Linked DNA regions of Mus musculus: regions 1 and 3 are each linked to region 2. Evidence: chromatin contacts called from public capture Hi-C data. All regions are on one chromosome and are shown on one strand. Each heading gives the region's core, a stretch centred on a gene start, on an enhancer-like site or on the middle of the called end of the contact. The rest is flanking DNA. Distances are from core to core; before and after follow the strand shown.

Evidence for each region. Capture Hi-C pulls out chosen DNA fragments and counts their contacts.
Region 1: a contact with region 2 is called in a capture Hi-C map of embryonic tail, with 2.7 times the contacts expected there. The contact joins two enhancer-like sites. A contact is called at or near these places in 1 of 39 promoter capture datasets (liver) and 2 of 9 other capture datasets (embryonic tail and liver).
Region 3: a capture Hi-C map of embryonic stem cells shows a contact between it and region 2, with 3 times the contacts expected there. The contact joins two enhancer-like sites. A contact is called at or near these places in 1 of 115 datasets of contacts at active chromatin or transcription factors (extraembryonic endoderm stem cells) and 1 of 9 other capture datasets (embryonic stem cells).

Annotation. Positions count from the first base shown.
Region 1 is chr15:77,587,245-77,589,944 of GRCm38.p6, reverse strand. Apol10b (apolipoprotein L 10B) reads left to right here. Exons shown (of 4, transcript NM_177820.4): 3 at 1,130-1,256. Among named protein-coding and RNA genes, the nearest start is that of Apol10b, 7.5 kb to the left of the region's middle. Within about 2 kb of position 1,399, at least 8 of the 459 cell types and tissues checked have an H3K27ac peak or open chromatin away from gene starts, as enhancers often do. A contact at or near this core is called in embryonic tail, where this site is marked.
Region 2 is chr15:77,035,374-77,038,139 of GRCm38.p6, reverse strand. It overlaps a transcript of Mb not described here. Among named protein-coding and RNA genes, the nearest start is that of Apol6, 8.3 kb to the left of the region's middle. RefSeq lists an enhancer at 1-1,500. Within about 2 kb of position 1,324, at least 214 of the 459 cell types and tissues checked have an H3K27ac peak or open chromatin away from gene starts, as enhancers often do. A contact at or near this core is called in embryonic stem cells and embryonic tail, where this site is marked.
Region 3 is chr15:77,865,501-77,868,200 of GRCm38.p6, reverse strand. No RefSeq gene overlaps it. Among named protein-coding and RNA genes, the nearest start is that of Myh9, 25 kb to the right of the region's middle. Within about 2 kb of position 1,445, at least 21 of the 459 cell types and tissues checked have an H3K27ac peak or open chromatin away from gene starts, as enhancers often do. A contact at or near this core is called in embryonic stem cells, where this site is marked.

The DNA of each region.
Region 1 (2,700 bases), core at 150-2,649, 550 kb before region 2:
AGACAAAGAAAAGACAGATAGATGACAGAAGACAGACATCTGGAATCTCATTGCCATGAGGACCCCAGTCCCACTGACTAGTATCTTATATTTATGGCATCGTTTGGTCTTCACTACTTAACTTCTGTAAAGTTCTTGTTTCCAAATATGCTTGCTGAGCCTAAGACCCTTTACTTATGCATTTGGGGGTCATAATGGAACCTGCAATGCTGGATTTTCCTGTCTTCTGTGAAGAATCTTTTAGATCAAATTTTTTAAACGACTTATCTATTTCTTCTTATCAGGTATCTCCTATGCCTGAGGTTCTCCCTCCATCTCTAGTGCCCCGATGCTGATTCTTGTGTCTGTTGTTCCTGTTATCTCCTTGGACTTTCCATCTTTAGGATTCCTTCCGTTTGTGTTTTCTATATCGCTTCTGTTTTGATTTTCCGGTCTTGAACAGTTTTATTTATTTCCTTTACGTTTTAAGTGCATTTTCCTGTATTTCATTAGGAGGCTTATTTGTTTCCTCTTTAAAGACCTCTACGTGTTTGGTTTATTTTCCTATATTACTTTAAGAGATTTATCATGTCCTCTTTAAAGACCTCTATCATCTTCATAAAACTAGATTTGAGATCTTTTTTCTCTTTTTGCTTGTGCTAGGGTATCCAGAGCTTGCTGTAGAAGGACAGCTGTGCTCTGAAGGTGTCATATGGCCCTGGCTTTGTTGATTGTGTTCTTGTTCTGGCCTTAAGCCACCTGGTTGTCCCTGGGTTTTCCTGCTGTAGCAGTTATTGAAAGCTGGATGTAACCTCACAGTTCCTGGTGCAGCAGGATTCTGCTGGGTAGCCTTGGGTTGGACAATGGAACTTAGGGGTCACTGAAAGTCTCCCAGCAATTGGGACTGGGAGGCAGGGGGAAGCAGACAGAGACATGGTGGGACAATGTACATAGGAAAAGGGGAATATCACAGAGGTTGGGGAACCTGGGTATTTCCCAGAGGACTCGGTGGGCAGGGAAATGGGTGCAGGAAAGGACTCTAACCTGTATGCTTCCATATTAGCAGGTCTGATGAAGGTGAGTGGAGAGACAATTGAGGTTCATGGAACCCCATACTGTCATCTGACTTCATTATTTTCCTGGTAAATAGGAGTAGCTCGAAGTGTTGATGGAGTCGCTGATATTGTCACGGAAAAATTCTTGAAAACAGATCTGAGGAGCCTGATAACTGAAGATGGAGCCTGGAAGGCATTTGAGGAAGCAGCAGAATTGTCAAGGTGACCTGCAGTGTGCACTCAGTGCTTTCCCCCAGACCAGGAGAATGAGGGTTATTTTCTGGTCAGGCATACACACTCTAGACAGTCCCAGGCATTGGCCTTATGGGCCAACTCATTCTAAACTATCCAAGAGGAGTGTTTACAACATGTTATTCCTTGTGGAAATCACCTCAGGTTGTTTGAAGATGTTGCTCAAGGTGTCAGGGCAATTTCTGCCATGCACTAGTTATACGACCTTGACAAGTTAACTACCACTTCCTGATTTTCATTACCATGAAACTGTAGTGTGAGAAGATAGGATCATCCATGTAGGGTTCTCAGCATAGGGCAGGCACACAGTGGAGTTCTTAGTATGGGACCAGCACACAGTGGGTCCTCCTGAAAGTCAGCTTTGCAAGGTAATTTTGAAAGTGAGAAGAGACAAGGTCCAAGGGTCTCCTGTAGGACTGAGAAATCAAGGATATATTTTGAGACATGTGAGGAAAATATACACTGAACTAGCCATCTTCCAAGTTCTGTCTCAGTCCTTTCCTCTCATCTGAGGAGCTGTAACATCAGGATCTTTCTGTGGGATGAGGAGGCAGAGAGCTCACGGAGCAGAGCCACAGAGCTGGGTTGGACCCTGACTGTCTTCGCTCAAATCTATAGCCCCATGCTGTTTCACAAGAATGAGAGTTCAGTCTAATGGGATGTGGTGACAGTCTGGGATAAGCAACAGATCAGCGAGGCAGATCAAGTGCCAGCATCTTTCCCAAAGCCCAGAGAGACCAGGACTAGGGTCGCAGCCAGGGGTCAGGAGAGACTGTGAGTGACCCTGGAATGGAGGTGTTGGTAGCAGGCTAGACCAGCTGGGCTGGAAGGAGAGGGAGAGTTGGAGGCACAGTGAGAAGGACGGTCAGAGACCCAGCAGAAGACACGTAAGAGGGAGAAGGGGCATTTCCCCTGCTCTGCTCTGATGCCTCATGTGTGTGTAGGGATTTTCATGAGTGTGCCCTCCATACACCGTCTGTAAAGACTGCAGAGTTCTTAAGAGTTATTTGGATATTTCTTCTGTTGTACACAGTGTTACTTAATATCAGGAGAGCACATGGCTACAGACAACTCCTAAAGTCAGTGTGTTTGGAGGATGATTCACATAAGTTGAGAATCTGAGGAGACCCCATATAAACACACCAGAGGAAAATGCTTCCCCTTTTGTCTTGAACAAATTCAGGGCATTTCTGTCCTTCCAATTACTACAGATGATCTCCAGGTCTCTTGCATCTTTGCACATGGCCTTGTGGTGTTACAAAGAGACACTGGCATCAGCTATGCTGTCTGTTAGCCTGGTGATCTCTGTCTCCAGGAATCTGCCATGTTGAGAGTCAGGAACTAGTGAGGATTGGCAGTCAGTGTGGAGCCAAGATTGGTAGCAGCTGTCCTGTCCCAGTCACCTCAGGCTGCC
Region 2 (2,766 bases), core at 75-2,574:
CAGACAGCAGGGACCCTGTGCAGGGAGTCAATGACCCAGAGGTCAGGAAAGACAGGGCCGGGACTCTCCCCACTCCCCACAGCCCTGTGGTGGTAGGCAGGGACTTGGGAGTGTCTGTGGTCTGTTCATGAGGGGGTGAGGAGAGCTGCACCCCTCCCCCTCAACCAGCAGACAGGGAAACCTGCCAGCGACTGTGGGAGTGGGACTCCCCTGCGCAGCCCGAGCTCCAGATGTTTTTCCCATGAATGCTTTTGCAGAGTGGAGAACCGGAACCACAGTAATCCAGACACTGGCCTGGCCTCCCTCCCCAGGGCAGGGCTTCCCTAGGCTGCCCCGATAGACCCCGAGATCTGCAGTAAATCTCTGCTCCTCCAAGCCTGCATTTTCCCTTCTGTAGACAGCTGAACAATGACCATCCCCACCCCCCCTCCCGCCCCCCACCCCCACAAAGCCGAGCCTGAGACCATGTGACTTGCAATGGGACCATATTTGGAAACATTCTCTGAGGATGAAAAAAAAAATCAAATAACTCTGGAGATGAGGTCATCTTGGCGCTTGTGTGAGTCAGGAAGCCAACAGCAGTGTCCTTGAAAGAGACAGAAGACGATGGGGCTGTTTGCTAGCAAGTAGGGTTGGAGGGAGAAAAGGCAGAAATGCATCAGGCCCAGCCACTGCCTCTCTTAGCCTACACACCAGCAAGCAGGCCCACCTTCTGTTCTAAGGCATGTGGAATATCAAGAAATATCAAGGCCTACAGCCACATGACTGGGAGAGACTTAAGAAACTACAGGGCCTGCAGAAATGGCCAGAACTGCCTCATTATTGGCTGTTTTTTCCCATCCTCTGACCTGAATGCTCCTGAGGAAGGAGGAAGAGGAAGAGAGGGAAGAGGAGTGAGGAGGGGGAGGAGGAGGGAGAAGGGGAGAGAAGGAGGAGCTGAGGGGAGGAGGGAGGCCTCTAAGCAGGTCACTGAGTGGTTATAGCCTCCTCGGTAAGATGGGGAGGGCTGTGGAAAGGCTTAAACCTTCTGCGTCATCCTTCAGTTCAATGTGGTAATGAACTGAGACACAAAGAGGGAGGAGAGGACCTGTGTTAATGTGACCTGGCCCTCTTAAAAAGGAGGGGCTGCAAAGAAAAAGGGATCTCTCCAGGCTGACCAAGAAGCCGGCCAGAACATGTTACACTGCCAAAGAGGCCCCAGAGCGCTACCACAGCCCTAACTGAGTTCTTGGGAGGCCACAGAGCCCCGCTCCCACACAGTACTCCCTGTCCAAGATTCCCCTGAGGCTGTAGCTGGCAGCCACACAGCTCACACACTGTGCCTTTTGGCTTCTGAGTCACAGGGACTAATCTTAACTGTCCATCTGATTGGTGCCCGAACCCTGGGACCGCCCCTAACTCACCAAAATGCTCCAAGTTTAAAATCTCCCCCAGTGAGCTCCCACCCTACTTAAAACCTCACTCTTGGCCAACCCACTTCACAAACTTTCTCGCCCGGCCAGCCTGGTCGTCTTGCAGTTTCCAGGTCACTCTGTGTTGTGTGTCTGCTTCCCCAAGCTTTTTCTCATCATCCCTCAGCCCTCCTGTATGACCAGGGCACTCACCCCTCCACCTGCCCCTGCCCATCTCCCAACATTGGCCAAACGCAGCCATGTTTTCTGATCTCAGGCAATGACGGTAGCTGCAGTGCACCCACCGGGGCCTGCCTGACTTTGCCCTCCTGGCCCAGAGAGGCCTGTCTTTGTCCTCCCTGAAAGTGTTCAGAGCTGGCTGGCTAAAGTGAATAGTGACCCTCTCAGAGGGGTCTCTAAACCTCTCTCTTGGTCCTGAGCACTTCTCTCCTTCCAGTTTTGGCTTGATCCAGGAGACCAGGGGTGTTTGGTGGCCCCCAAGAAGGAAGTTAGGTCCCCGAGAGATGTTGAGCAGAGCTTCAGCGCTAGGACTGAATGGTACTGTAAACGAGGCCTGAACCACTCGGGCCTAGGGCCTGCTCTGGCTCTTGCTTCCTCTAACAAGGCCTGAGAAACTCTCCTCTGTCCTCACAGTGCAGGTCAACCTGTCTCTGACCGCCCCATAAAGCTGCCAAGGCTCCCTGGTTCTTGGAAGTCTCTTCTCGACTTTCCCCCTTTTCTTCCACACCAGCATCCTCAGGGCCTGTCCTGGCTAGTTTTGTTTTGTCAAGCTAGAGTCATCTGGGATGAGGGGACCTCAATTGAGAAATTACCTCTATCAGATAGACTGGCCTGTATGCAAGCCTGTTATGGTTTGTAAATGCTCAGACCAGGGAGTGGCACTAATAGAAGGTGTGGCCTTGTTGGAGTAGGTGTGTCGATGATATGGGTGTGGCCTTTAAAACCCTCATCCTAACTGCCTGGATGCCAGTATCTGCTAGCAGTCTTCAGATGAAGACATAGAACTCTCAGCAAACAGTTTATTGTCATGGCAGAAAATAGATGTGTAAAACCATCCCCCACTTCTCAGGGTGGGCCCGAGATTAAATACCTTTTACAGGGAGGAACTTCTGGGAAGGGAAGTTTATTGGCTAAGCCCTCTGGGCCTAGGTACCTTATTAGAATGGAGAACTCTGTTTTGGACCTATGTGACCATAGGACATGTTTCTTTTATGTGAGAAGCATGTCACATGTTCCAAGTCAGGAGTCTGTCAGGGAGCTGGGAGACACCTAAGCCTCAGGTGTGTGCCCACTGAGCCTCCAGGTCTTGGCCTGCTCTTCCTGGCACAGTTTCACGTCCCACAGTTTCTCATGA
Region 3 (2,700 bases), core at 196-2,695, 830 kb before region 2:
TATGTGTCAGTCTTGCAGAAGACCTCAGTCAGGTTCCCAGCACCCCTGTGCTACAGAGCCCATGTGGAGGTCAGAGGACTACTTCCAGGATTCCATTTTCTTCTTCTACTCTGTGAGTGCTAAGCATTGATCATAGGTCATCAGGCTTGGTTGCAGTTGCTTTTATCCAGTGAGCCATCTCTCTGGCCCTGACCAGCTTTAAGGGTGAGTTGGTACTTGGAAGGCAGAGAGGCAGGTGAATCTCTAGGTTCTAGGCCAGCCTGGTGTACAGACTAAGTTCCAGGACAGTTCAAGTTCCAGGGATACCCAGGGAAACCATATCCTAAAAAAAACAAAAACAACGGCTGGAGAGATGGCTCAGTGGTTAGGAGCACTGACTGCTCTTCCAGAGGTCCTGAGTTCAATTCCCAGGAACCACATGGTGGCTTAGAGCCATCCGTAATGAGATCTGACGCCCTCTTCTGGTGCATCTGAAGACAGCTACAGTGTACCTAGATATAATAAATAAATAAATCTTTCTTTAAAAAAAAAAAAAAGAATGGGGCTGGGCGGTGGTGGCGCGCACCTTTAATCCCAGCACTCGGGAGGCAGAGGCAGGCAGATTTCTGAGTTTGAGGCCAGCCTGATCTACAGAGTGAGTTCCAGGACAGCCAGGGCTATACAGAGAAACCCTGTCTCGAAAAACCAAAAAAAAAAAAAAAAAAAAAAAAAAAAAAAAAGAAAACGAAAACCAAACAAAAAAGGATGAATTGGAGAGCTGGGTGTGGTGGCACATGTGACTCTCAGGCAGGAGGATCTCTGTGAGTTGGAGGTCAGCCTCATCTACATAGTAAATTAGCAAGTTCCAGGCTAAAGGGAGCTATACAGAAAACTCTTGTCTGAGGGGGGGGGGGGGGAGGGTTTCCCGGGGGGGGGGGGGAAGGGGGAGAATTGGAGTTAAACTGTTAAACTGAGGATGTTCAAAGGTGACAAGGTGACCCAGTAGGATCCTACAGAGCAGAGGCATGGAGGCAGGCAGGGCGAGTAGACAGGGACCCCGGCAATAAGGTGTACTCCAGGGCTTGACTTGGCTTAGCCGATGTTGGTGTGTGATAGTCGAGGACTCATGGCTGTGAACCCACCTGGGAATCAGAGAAGGTATGAGAAAGGTTCCTCCAGGGTGGAGTCCTGGTCCTGCCTGCCCTTGGCCCCAGAAAGCCTTTGCTTGCCTCTGCAACTTGTGACATTCCAGGATGTTCCCAGACATGTGGCTTTTGTACTCACAAGGCCTTGTGGTCAGCCTGAAAGCAGTGCTCTCTCATCTCAGAGTAAACACATTTGGGGGTTTTATTTTCCGCTCCCTCCTTGTTTATCACTCTGAGCATCTCCCTGACGCCCCCACCCCCACCCCAGCTGAGGCTCCGAAAGGAGGGCAAAGGCTCTTCCGCCAGCCAGGCCAGCCAGCGTGAGAGGCCAGGGTGGCCTTTTGTTAAGGACTTTCATCCTGGTCACGTGGACCAGAGCAGTAGTCCTTGGAGACAGCATTTTCTGGTCCTTCACGGGGCCAGCAACAAGCAAGGAAAGGAGCCAGCAAAGCTCTGCCCCCCCCCATCATAGTTGAATGGAAGATGATAAAGCCAGATAAACAGCATCTCTCTAGTCACATTCACTGATTCTTTTACTCCCGACCTCTGCCTGTAAGATAGAAGGAGCTTATCTTTTTCGTGGACAGGCAATGCTAACACAGAGAGGTACACTTACTGGTTTTAAGTCACACAGCAGCACACAGGGGCCCGCTGACAGGCTCTCTTTTCTCCTTCTCTGCCCTGAGATCTGAAGCATGGACCATCCAGGGCCATTGAGTTGATAAAAGCTGGAGAAAAGACTGAGACCTCAGAGAAGAGCAAACTTCTCCTGCCACCTTCACTCCAAAGTAACCAATGTAGAAATGATCGCAGTAAACAATACTGAGGACATAGTTTGTCCTAGGTGCTGCTTGGAGCACTGTTGGGGTAGGTGCCACCATTATCTTCACTGGATAGGAGAAGAAATGAGACACAAAAAAGGAAAGCTAAGGACACATAGGACACAGCCTGTGAGCATATGAATTAGGATTAGAGTGAGTAGCTTCCCAAGATATCTGTTGTATGAGACCGTCTCCAACTTGCCTAGAGCTCTTTTTTTTTTCCTTCTCTCTCCTCCCCACTTGCTCCAGCCCAAAGATTTAATTATTTACTATATGTAAGTACACTGTAGTTGTCTTCAGGCACCCCAGAAGAGGGCATCAGATCATGTGGTCATTGGGATTTGAACTCAGGACCTCTGGAAGAGCAGTCAGTGCTCTTAACCGCTGAGCCGTCTCTCCAACCCTAGCCTGGAGCTCTTACTCCTACTGCCTTGGCCTCCAGAGTGCCGGAATTACACAAGTGCATCACTGTGCCTGTTTAAAATGATTTGTTGTTGTTGTTGTTACATGTGCTCTACCACAATCCTCTAAGCACTGAAAAAGGGCAGTGACGGAGGGAGAAAGCAGCTCAGTTGGGAGAGTGCTCGTTGAGCATCCCCCAAGCCCCGAACTTGATCCTCAGCACAACCTATGATGTGGATCGGGGTGGAGGGGTAGGGCTGGTGGTCCCTGTCCATAATCCCAGCACTGAGACGGCAAAGGCAAGACAATCAGGAGTTCAAGGTCATCCTTAACTACATAGTGAACTATGGGCC